Linked DNA regions of Rattus norvegicus: region 2 is linked to region 1. Evidence: chromatin contacts called from public Hi-C data. All regions are on one chromosome and are shown on one strand. Each heading gives the region's core, a stretch centred on a gene start, on an enhancer-like site or on the middle of the called end of the contact. The rest is flanking DNA. Distances are from core to core; before and after follow the strand shown.

What was found. A called contact is a pair of places that touch in the nucleus more often than the background predicts.
Region 2: a Hi-C map of hepatocytes shows a contact between it and region 1, with 2.8 times the contacts expected there. The contact joins two enhancer-like sites. A contact is called at or near these places in 2 of 12 Hi-C or Micro-C datasets (hepatocytes and liver).

What each region holds. Positions count from the first base shown.
Region 1 is chr6:128,995,189-129,000,982 of GRCr8, forward strand. No RefSeq gene overlaps it. Among named protein-coding and RNA genes, the nearest start is that of Serpina3c, 17 kb to the right of the region's middle. Within about 2 kb of position 2,128, at least 1 of the 93 cell types and tissues checked has an H3K27ac peak or open chromatin away from gene starts, as enhancers often do. A contact at or near this core is called in hepatocytes, where this site is marked.
Region 2 is chr6:129,066,583-129,072,376 of GRCr8, forward strand. It overlaps Serpina3l (serine (or cysteine) peptidase inhibitor, clade A, member 3L), which reads left to right. Exons shown (of 5, transcript NM_001389215.2): 3 at 1,158-1,431; 4 at 2,343-2,493; 5 at 3,471-3,991. The coding sequence ends at 3,656. Among named protein-coding and RNA genes, the nearest start is that of Serpina3l, 6.3 kb to the left of the region's middle. Within about 2 kb of position 2,794, at least 1 of the 93 cell types and tissues checked has an H3K27ac peak or open chromatin away from gene starts, as enhancers often do. A contact at or near this core is called in hepatocytes, where this site is marked.

The DNA of each region.
Region 1 (5,794 bases), core at 878-3,377:
GGGAAAATAGTGAATCAAATGGAGTGTCTCAGGGTTAGTATTAGTTGGCACATTTGGACTCTAGAGACAGCACATTCTTCACTGGAATGGCCTACACTACACATACCAAGTGAGGTGGAGAGGTGCTGACTTTCTATAGGGCTGTGTCATGTGAAGGCTCTTCAACAGGTCCAGGACCCAGGGAAGGCTGCTCCCAAATGGAGTCAGGTTAAGGGTATTTTGAATGCTTGTGAGAAAACTCCAAGAAAACAAGACAAGTCTTGTGACCTCAAGTTTTTCAAAGCATACAGAATTGTTCTTGGATTATGCTTGAATGTCCCTCCCAGATAGAGTTGATGGGAGGGAGTTTCCTTCTGACTAGTCATTACAGCCAACTATTGTCGTTGGTTTATATGCCTCCATGGAAAACCATGGGGGGGTTGTTTATTTTTTGTTTTGTTTATTTTTTGTTTTGTTTATTTTTTGTTTTGTTTTGTTTTGTTTTGTTTTAAACCACTATCGTTTGTCTTTGTGGTTGCACACTTACTGAGGTGACCCTCTGTAACCATTGAGTATAAACAGGCTGATATTCTAAAGAAAGTTAGCTATCACATGAGACTTTATTCTGCCTCATTTTTAGGCTCCGTTCTCCCAGGTTGCATCACCAAGTGGAGCAGTGACAAGCTCCTGTATAACCATGTGATCTAAGCTGCCTGTCATGACCTAGCAGTTGTTTGACCCACCAAGTTATAAATTAGGACATGCAGAGTAGCACGTCATTATTTAAAGGATATGATATATACATGATCTGATACATGCAGGTCCTGAAGGCACTACAACATTGCACAAAGAAGTTTCCCAAATGCCTAAGAGTTCTACTCCATTGACAGTGCCTAGAGCCTCATGATGTATACTCTTTGATCTGTTAACTGAGGCAGAGAATATTAAGGCATGTTTTTCTGATGTTTCTGCAAGTTATGTAGGCAGCAGCCAGCCATGGACAGATGGAGCATGGCAACTCTTTCAGAGCAAACCCTGAAGACAGCAGCACAGGGACATCTTCTTTTCTGGTAGAAACTCAGGCAGTATTCATGGTCATGTATTTTGCTTGGGAAGATACACGGCCAGATTAGCAATTCTTCACTGATTCATGGATATCACCAATAGGTTTCAAGGGCTGGCCAAGAGCATATTTAGAAATCTAATGAGAAAGAAATTTGGTGAAGAAGTATGAGGATAGATCATTCCAGATGGGGAAGGATGTGAAGATACTTGTGTGCCACATACGTGCTCATCCAATGTGACTTCAGCTGAGGTGGAGCTCAATAACCAAGTTGATAGTATGATGCTTTCTGGGGACTGTCTGATTCTTTCCACAGCCATCTCAATCATTGCCAATAAGTCAATGAACAAGGTGATAATGACTGAGGTGACCTTGGGGCTTGACAATATGGAGTGCTAGTCAGGAAGGCTGACCAAGACATTTGGGGAAGCATCCCCCACAAGCATCATGTTTAGTTGTGTGGTCAGGGGGAAATAAATAAGTGTCCCTGTTTCTCAGTTTCCCCTTCCATAGAAGAGGCTGATAACAGCATATAAGTCAGAGGGTCATCACAGGAGTCACAGAGTGTGAGTGACAATCTCTTTGTCCCTGTTGTCACTAGAGGCAACCCCTACAAGCAGGAGCTAAGAGAACACTGTCTGGGCATTTTCTGTGTTTATTAATCCTTTGGTCCTACCTCTTCATATTTTGGTTAGTGGTGTTCATTTTTTGTGAGGGTTGTCAGCTAGGAACATAGAGAGGGACTACCACTCTGCCTTGAGTAGGAGTGCTAGGGCAAGAAGTTTCCATACAGCTGTGGGAATTTTGGTTCCAAAACTTCCATATGTGCGTAGGGTCAGAGATCCAGCAAAAGGCCCTGGAGGACAGAACTCATGGCCTGGAGGAGGAAAAGAGAGGGGCAGGAACTGCAGACCAGGTAGTCATAGACATTGGAAATAGACTCAGGACAGCATCGGAACCACCAGATGCTGAACTGTTGACTTTGAAACTGTGACTCAAATCAACCTTTGATTTGCTCAGTGGGTCATCTGAGATCATTCAGTTCCAATCCATTGATCATTCATTCACTGAAGCACCCTACCCTGATGGCCATGAGATAAGAGACAAGGACTCAGCTATTGAAACAATCAAATGTCCCAATAGACATCCCAATGTGTCTGTTAGTCATCAGCATGAGACTGGGACACCATTTCCATTCAATGAGTACTGACTAGTTCCAGCTGTATCCCTCCATCCATCCTGAATCCAACTCAAGTGTCTAAAGAGCCTGGTGCTGGATGCATCTCCTTCTGCTGATGTGCTCTGGAACTTGTGGCCAAATCTGAGTCCATCTCTTCTGCAGTCTAGGACCTAAATATCAGGGACTACTTCTTCTCATTCCCTGAGTATTGAGAATTTCTCCTCTCTTGTCCACCAATTGTTGCCTTGGTGATGGACCTTCTCTAAGGGGAGACCCAGTGTTTGATAAAGGAAACAGATTGTTGTGAGAGAAGATGTATGACTGAAAACACTGCCGTTAACTTATGTTGAATACCTGGGAACTTCCTGCATGGCCCAGTATTTTCTACATATTCAATATCCATTTTATTCTAATTCAAGGGTGGGAGCCTCCAGTCCCAGAGGGAGTAGTGGCAGGAGCACAGAGTAGGATTCTGGTGTGGCTTTAATTTCTGGGGTTCTCAGGTCATTCTAGTTCTCTATCTGTACTGAAATGCTGATGATAATCCCTAAAACATCCTAAAAACTTTCATGCTCTTTCTGAGAGTAAAAAGCTGCTGGCTTAGGTGATTGACACCTGTCGCTTAATAGTGGAGAATTAAGTAATGTTGCCTTTGTTCTATCTCAGCAGGAACTGAGGGGCTCTAACCTTCAGCCTGCTAGTCAGAAGTCTCAGGAAGAAAAAGGGACACTTTGAAAAGTGATTATATAGCTGTCTCTTGAGAGGCTCTGCCAAAGCATGACAAATACAGATGTGGACTCTCACAGCCAACCATCGTACTGAGAACAGGGTCCCCATTGGACGAGTTAGAGAAAGGATTGAAGGAGTTGAAGGGGTTTGCAACCCCATAAGAACAACAAAACCAACCAACCAGAGCTCCCAGGTACCAAATTACCAGACAAAAAATATACATTGACAGAACGATGGCTCCAACTGTAGCAGAGGATGACCATGCTGTGTACCAATAGGAGAAACCCTTGGTCCTGCCAAGGCTCAACCCCCAATGTAGGGAACTATCAATGTGGGGAGGCAAGAAGGGGTGAGAGGTCGGGGAGAGGAACACCCTCATAGAAGAACGGGGAGTGGGGATGGATGAGAAACTGGGAAAGGGGATAACATTTGAAATGTAAGTAAAAATATCGATTTAATAAAAAAGAAAAGTGATTACAGCTCTTATTAGTAAGTTGTAAAAAGTTTCCCATTTCTAAGAAAAGGAAGAAACATTTAAAGATCCTAAGCAGGACAAGAGAAAATTTCTTCTAAGTGGAGAAAGGGAAAACAATTTCTTCTCTCTTTTCTCATCCCTTTGTCCTCAGTACTTACACATCTTTCAGAATACATGATCACGTTTCAAGTTTCACCATAATCACACAAAAATCAAATCATAAATTGAAATGGAAGCTTACAACAGAGAATGTTTACATGCATATTTACTGTGAGTATTTATCTGGCTAAGCATCCATCACCTGTCACAGTTCCACAGGTACTCAGAAGGTTTAAAACCATAACTAAGTTATTAGTGGAGTTTTATATAGATAAACCCAGTCAATATTTTATCTTCTGTCCTAGCACCTATAATAAATTGTTAGTTCCCTTCTTATAACCTTTGGCTAATTGTTTTGCAACCTCTTAGAATGTGCTCTGGTAGGAGAAAGTCTGGTTACTATCTAAGAGCAATTAGCTATTGACACATGGGAGACCAACAGAGTTCTCATTGCAGCTGTGACTATCAGAAAAGGACCTAATAGCAGTTCCACTATTAAAGAGCTCAACAATCACTGACATAATTTTAGAAATTCTTATAGGATCATTAAGACTTAAGAAGTCATCTATTTGTCTATAAAGCATCATTACAAGACAGTACATCTTTATAGATCTGCAGAGATATGCTCAAAAGATGTGAGCTAATACCTAGTTATTATATATGTTTAATAATAAGAGAAAAGACATATTAATATCAGGAATCTTTCCTAAAATTAACTCTCTTTGGCTTTTCTACAAGAGTAAGTCTGTCACAGATTAATTTGAAGCAGACCAGTCAAGAAGACCACCTGACAGTTATTTCGTGGGCCTATTATGTCTCCTCACAGATGTCCCAGCTGGCTGATGTACCCAACTTTGAGGACCTCATCTTAGTTATCCATATCCCTGCATCAGACCACAGGCACTTCCCCAACCTATCTCTATCTCCCACTATCATAAACTAATTCCCCTCTAGTAGTGCTTTCTCTGTGTTGGGGTTACTTATTGCCAGAACTTGTTGTCATGCCAACATATTTTCTCATGTCATAGTTCCATGTGACCTTTGGCAGTCTGGAACTTTATGGACTCTAGCTCAAATCTGTATAGGAGGGGCCCAGAGTTCATCCAGAAGCTGAGCTTGCCAGGAAGCCTCTTGTCATCAGAGCCTCGTCCATGAATTGGACCTGTCTGTTTTTTTCTGTTCATGACCATCTGCCTTGGCACATGTCCTTGCTTGCTGATAATACTGAGGCTTCATTCTCATTATAGTAATATTCAGATGCCCACTTTTATTAATATATTCCTGCATTCATTCATTAATTGCTACTCTGCATTGAGATCTGATATGTATGTAAAGGATAGGATCTGCTGGCTTTGGGTCTTAATTGTGGGAGGTGTAAACAAAAGGATGGATCTGATGGTGTTGTAGCTTCTGTATGTCCATGCTGATGATAGACCATCTCAAGTCTAGTGTTCTTCCAAGCACTTTTGTTCTCCTACTTACATGTGTCTTGTTGGGAAGGGCTCTGGTTACAAACATTGCATTCTCCAAGGTGCCTAAATTTCAGAACCTTTGAGCCAAACCTGCCTTGTGCAGTAATGTCCAGTGAAGAGCTGCTCAGCTCCCCGCTGTGCCTCTCCTTAAATAGATGGGCAGCAGTCATGGCAGGAAGAATTGTACCCTGCAACTTCCTGGTAGCATTTTTCCTAGCAGTTGCCATACAACACTTTCTTTCTTTTCATATATATAAACATTTTATTTGATTTACTGTCACTTGAGTAAAACCATATAGTTGTTCATGTATAATTTTTTCTTATTTCAAGTTACTAACAAAATAACTAATATTCTCAAATGTAGGATGGTTTATAACACAAAATGGATAAATGTGATAGTGATGAGCTGGCACTTTGAATTGATGGTCTGTGAATCTCACATTGTCCTTCCCTGTTTAGAATTACCCACAGCAGGCATCCATATCGTCTCCTCTATACTGAATTCTATGCGCGTAAATGCTTGCAAATGTATTTATAGGATTGAAATATAAAATTAAATAAAATTTAAATATATATCAGATTTGAATATATCTATAAAGGCTTGTCGTGAAGATGAAGTATTTGTCCTATTGCATCCTTCATGCTATTGTATCATACAATTCAGATGCATTACATACTTAGTCATACTTCCAGGAATTCTGCCAAACTTCTCTTGGTTGTAACATAGTATTTAATTTGTCCTTGGTTTTTTTTTCTTATATGACCTGGTGGTGGTGATAGTGAGAATGTACCCATTC
Region 2 (5,794 bases), core at 1,544-4,043, 72 kb after region 1:
TTTGTGTAATTTTGCTTTTGTAAAATAACCACCCACTTAGCATGAAAAGTCAGGATTCCCAAGACACATTCCTGAGCCAGCGTCTGATGAGATTTGGGTGCAAGATAGATGGAAACTCAGCTGGAAATGTTGTAGGTAATGGTACTGGGGGAAATCCAGAGATCCCACATGAACAACATCCTGCTTAATAGAGACCAGGGAGCAAGGTGACCACCCTGAAATTTGTGCCTGACAGAAGTCATGATGTGGCCAGACTGGGGCTTAATAGAAAACTGATTAAAATTAGTCCAAGTTAGAGTAGGATGGTCAGGGGCTAGAGAAAGAAAATCAAGGTGACAACGGAGAGAAATATAGGATAGGAGGACAGGAGGAAAGAAGACAAAGAACAAGAGCACAGAGGACAAGATGTCCCCAGACCTGATGTGGGCAGGGGATGTTGGAAGCATAGTAACAGCCTGTAGGGTTAGATTGGAGGACATGTCTCTCTCAACTCTCCCAAGACACTGGATAAGTACTGTTTGGTGTGAGTTGAGATATATGTTTAGGTTGTGAAATGACAAGACCAAGAAATTGTTCCACTCTAGTCCCACGATGTACAGTGGGAGTGGAGGCATAAACTAGAAGTCTGCATAAACCTGAGCTGGTATTTGTGATTTGTGGAGACTGCCATGGCCCATGTGTGGGATGCGGACGCCTTACCCATGATTCAGCCACAGTCTATGGGACTATGAACTGCTCCCGATATCGGAGATGGAAGTCTCTGCTCTTCTCTTTCCCCTAAAACCTAACCTAAAAGCCATTGTCTCCTAGACATGGTTCTCCTGAGGAAGACAGGGCCCTCAATTCTCCACAGGCTCACCATCTTCACTGTCTCTCTCTTGCACACTCCACCCCACATCCCTGACTGTGTCATTAGTCCAGGTAGCCAGGCTGAGGTTTTGAGAATCCCCTGTCCAAACCATGCCTGGAGACATTTCTCATAGCTAGCAGCCTGATCAACTACAAGCTTTATCCGGTTCTGCACATGTCACAATAAAGGACAGTCTGAGTGACTGAAGATGGATGGATGGTGGTAACAGCTCAAAAGCTGAGCCTAGATGGGGAGGAGGTGGAATATTTGTCCTGTGGCTACAACATGATCATTTGCCTCATTTTAGGCAAATGGAAGGTCCCCTTTAACCCTAATGACACATTTGAGTCTGAGTTCTACTTGGATGAGAAGAGGTCTGTGAAGGTGCCCATGATGAAAATTAAGGAAGTAACCACACCCTATGTCCGGGATGAGGAACTCTCCTGCTCTGTGTTGGAGCTGAAGTACACAGGAAATGCCAGCGCCCTGTTTATCCTCCCTGACCAAGGCAAGATGCAGCAGGTGGAATCCAGCTTGCAACCAGAGACCCTGAAGAAGTGGAAGGACTCTTTGATCCCTAGGTGCATGTCCTGAGGACCCAGAACTGTCATTGATACCTGTACTGGTGTTGCCTGATGGCCAGTGACTCTGTACCTCATTGTCACAGTAGTATCCTATGTAATGGTGGAGAGTCCCCAGGGGACAGGTAGACTTGAGTTGAATTTCCCTCTGCTGACTATGTGTTTTGGGCCCTGAGTTGCTGTCGATTTTGTTATTCACAGGATGAGATCAACTAGAACAAGGATCTCAGAGTCCCTCCCTCTAGCAGGCTCTAAGTTACAGGGAATCTAGAATGAGTTGGAAGGCCAAGGGAATTGTGATTGATAGGAGATGAACTCTGAGAATCAGCTCTGCCCTGTGGAGCCACTTTATCCTCTCAACATGCATCATTCCCCATACAAGGAATAAGACTTGAAGACCTACTGTCTGTTATACTCTGAAAGTATATCAGAGACTAAAGAACAAATGTACCCTTAAGCCTCCTCTTGTAATAGAGAAAGAAAGAATGTAGGCATGAAAATTAAATTAATCATCATTTAGTAGGTTAAAACATGAGAAAGGGTGAAGTTAAGAAGGGGAGTGTCCAAGGATTAGGAAATCTAGAGTCTGATGCAGTGTGCACTTTTAAATAGAAGGGTAATAGAAGATGTTGCTGCACGAAGGGAGGATTCCATTTGTGGATCAAGGGGGAAATCATTCCCAGTAAAGGAACAAGTAGGACCAAGTCAGGTTACTGTCTACTAGTCACACTCTCAGTCACTGATGAATAATTAATGCATCAGGAAGAGCAAAGTCATGTGGTCTAGGCATGGGTGGAAAGAGGACTTCTCTCCAGGGACAGAGCTGTTTATGGAGAGAAGCCCCAGGGGCAAGATGAATTGATGGAGACATGGAGTCCAGGGACGCTTACATTGCTATTTTTTATTCTCAGGATTATAAATGATCTCCGCATGCCCAAGTTCTCCATCTCCACAGACTACAGTCTAAAAGAGGTCCTTCCAGAGCTGGGCATTAAGAAAGTCTTCTCCCAGCAAGCTGATCTGAGTAGGATCACAGGGACCAAGGATCTGTATGTCTCTCAAGTAAGACAAGAAACACAGGGTGCTTCACGTTGGGTCCTCAATGTGGATGTTGAAGGTCATACGGGCATGTGGGGATGGTTCATGTGTGAGAACACCGACATTTCTGATGTTCCCTAACAAATGTCCATCCCCTACTCCCTGTACCTAAGCTCACCTAGGAGACCATTGTGGAGAAGAGACTGTAGTTGCTTTATAGAACCATGGATGCCAACCTGTGCTGCACTGCAGGGCTGCACACAATACACTGTAGGGTCACCCACAATGCACTGCAGATCTACCCACAATACACTGCAGGGCTGCACAAAATACACTACAGGGCCTCCCACAACACACTGCAGGACCATACACTGAAGGTGCCACCCACAATATAATTCTGGCCAAATCACTCCCAGCCTCAGCTCCTTTAATGTGGTGCTGGGATAGTACTCCTTGACCAGCACACAGAATATTAACAGTAAAAGTAATAACCAGGATCTATGGCAGTTCTGATGAAAACCCCAAGAATAGGAGAGAGATGCCTTAGACGCTCATACTACATCCCTAGCTGCACAGCCTGTCAGTGTCCAATGTTCCATCCAGTGCCCACCCAGAGCCCTGGGCTCAGGTCTGTCCCAGCAGGACATGGAAGTCTGGGAATGTACAGTCAGGCCCTCTGCATTGCTGGTGTATGTCCCAAGGAATCCTGCACTGGCTGCCAGCACCCTGGCTGTTCCCTCTGAAAAAGTTGAGAGGCTGCCTGTGAGGAATCTCCTGCCACTGCCTACTGCCATCCTTCAGTTTGTAGTGGGTTTGAGGGCAGCACAGATTCAGACACTGAGCAGACCAGGGCACGCCTCATCTCATACCCTGAGCAGAGACTTGGAAATCCATCATTAGAGCTCAGGGAAGGAAGAAAGAGACCAGCACTCACTGCTTGCTCCAGACCCCTCTCCTGCCCTCTCTGATGTCCACTGAGTGATGTGTTTCTCTCCCCGCAGGTGGTCCACAAGGCTGTGCTGGATGTGGATGAGACAGGCACAGAAGCAACTGCTGCTACAGGGGTCGCTACAGTCATACGTAGACAACCTCGAACTCTGAATTTCAACCGGCCATTCATGGTGGTTATCACTGACATGGATAGTCAGTCTATCCTCTTTGTTGCCAAAATCACTAACCCCAAGTAAGCCCAAAGCTCCCCAAGATCTGACAGTTCTGCCCAGGACCCTGGGACTGAGCCTGCATGTGGATCTCTGTATATGTCCTGACATTCATGCTCTGATTGGCTGTTTCAAAGTTGTCTTAGACAGTGACATCGACTATCTCTATGGCCCCCATGTGCACAGGAGCCTTTAGACTGTCAGTGTCAGGCTCTTAGGCCCCTTGGGAGCATCTACCCATGTTTCTGAACCTGGAATCTATCTTTATTCTTCCCTAGTGACTCCTCTTTCTGTGTTCATACCCCAAACCTAGTTATTGGCAAGTACATCCAGTCCCAATAAATGCTTTGAGCACATCTGCTTTCAGTCTCCACAGTCTTGATGGAACCAGACCAGCCTCTGGGCCAACCCATGAGATTCAGGCCCAGGACTGAGAGGGGAACCTGCTGCACTGAATGCCATTCTAGCATCTGAGAAACTGTTGCCACACTCTTAGCTTATGCTTTCCCCTCCTCAGGCGATGCCACTCAGTGCCCCTTGGAGGGTCCCTTGACCCTGACCACATCTGGCACAGTGTTGGAGCCCTAACTCCTGCAGCAGCAATGGGCCTGTGGGTCAGACAGCTGCACTCTCCCTCGCACTCCTCCTACTCAGGGCAAAGTGGTAGCCTCTCTAAGTTCGCAGCTGGCCAACCTCACACAAAATGAAGAGGTAGGACCAAAGGGTCAATAAACATACACCTGTACATAAAGTGCCCAGGCAGTATTCCCTTAGCTCCTGTTGGAAGGGGTTGCTTCTAGTGACAACAGGGACAAAGAGATTGTCACTCATACTCTGTGACTCCTGTGATGGCCCTCTGATATACACGCTATTAACAGTCCCTTTATGGATGAGGAAACTGAGGCCCACAACAGCTTAGTCATGTCCTTGTGACCACATTATGGGTGTTGGGGTGCTCTTCCAAATTTCCTGATGCCAGAGGAACAGTCTCCCCCAAGTTGTGACTCTGTTCAAGAGGCGTCACTGTGGTGGACAGGAGGATGAGAAAACAGCTCTGATACTTCCCAGAGAACAACAAAATAGTCTGTGGATCAGGTGACATCTCTGCTGTGGTGGATGTGAGGAGGATGAGAAGGTGCTCAGATAACCACAGAGAATATTTTTGGGGAGGGCAAAAAAAAGTTGGGGGTTGGGGATTTAGCTCAGTGGTAGAGCGCTTGCCTAGCAAGCGCAAGGCCCTGGGTTCAGTCCCCAGCTCCAAAAAAAAAAAAAAATGAAGCCATTTCTGAGAATCTGAAAGGAAGTGGATTTCTGGGACAACAGAGTAGAATAATGGTAGAGCAGGAGTGGTAGGAAGGGGCACAGGATGGCCAAGAGCCTGGCTCCTTGAGGATTCTGGAAAAATTTGGAGCCACTGGGAGAGTTGCAGTGGTTAGACAAAGTTTCTCACATGGAAAATGTACTCTATGAGGTTACAATGCTGAGAACTGGGTTGTGAGAGGTAAGGAGTAGCGAGGACAGTCTAGGAGAACACAGCTGGAGTGGAGATAGATGAGCTGGCTTGCGGTCTCCATGGAAAAGGAGAGGGGGTCAAGGTGCATTCAAGTTGGGGCACCTGCTGCTCATGGAGAATCCTCTAGACCTGTGGATCTGGAGAATCCACAGCCAGTGGAAGCACATGGACAGGGACAGCTGTACAGTCAGCTGAGACTTGCTTGAGTCTTAAGGGTCCTGAAAACACCACATTGAGCAGTGGTCATGAGGTCATCAGAGAATTAGAGCCTAGTGGGCCACACTCAGGACCCCCAAGTGAACATCAGGTACCCTTCCCTGATGGCCATGAGATGAGAGAAGAGGACTCATCTATTGAAACAATCAAATGTCCTAACAGACTTCCCAATGTGTCTGTTAGGCATCATCCTGAGACTGGGACACCATTTCCATACAATGAGCACTGACTAGCTCCAGCTCTATCCCTCCATCCATCCTGGATCCAACTCGGGTGTCTAAAGAGCCTGGTGCTGAATGCATCTCCCTCTGCTGCTGTGCTGGTCTGGAACTTGTGACCACATCTGAGTCCATCTCTTCTGCAGTCTAGGACCTAAATATCAGGGATTACTTTTCCTCATTCCCTGAGTGCTGAGGGTTTCTCCTCTCTTGTCCTT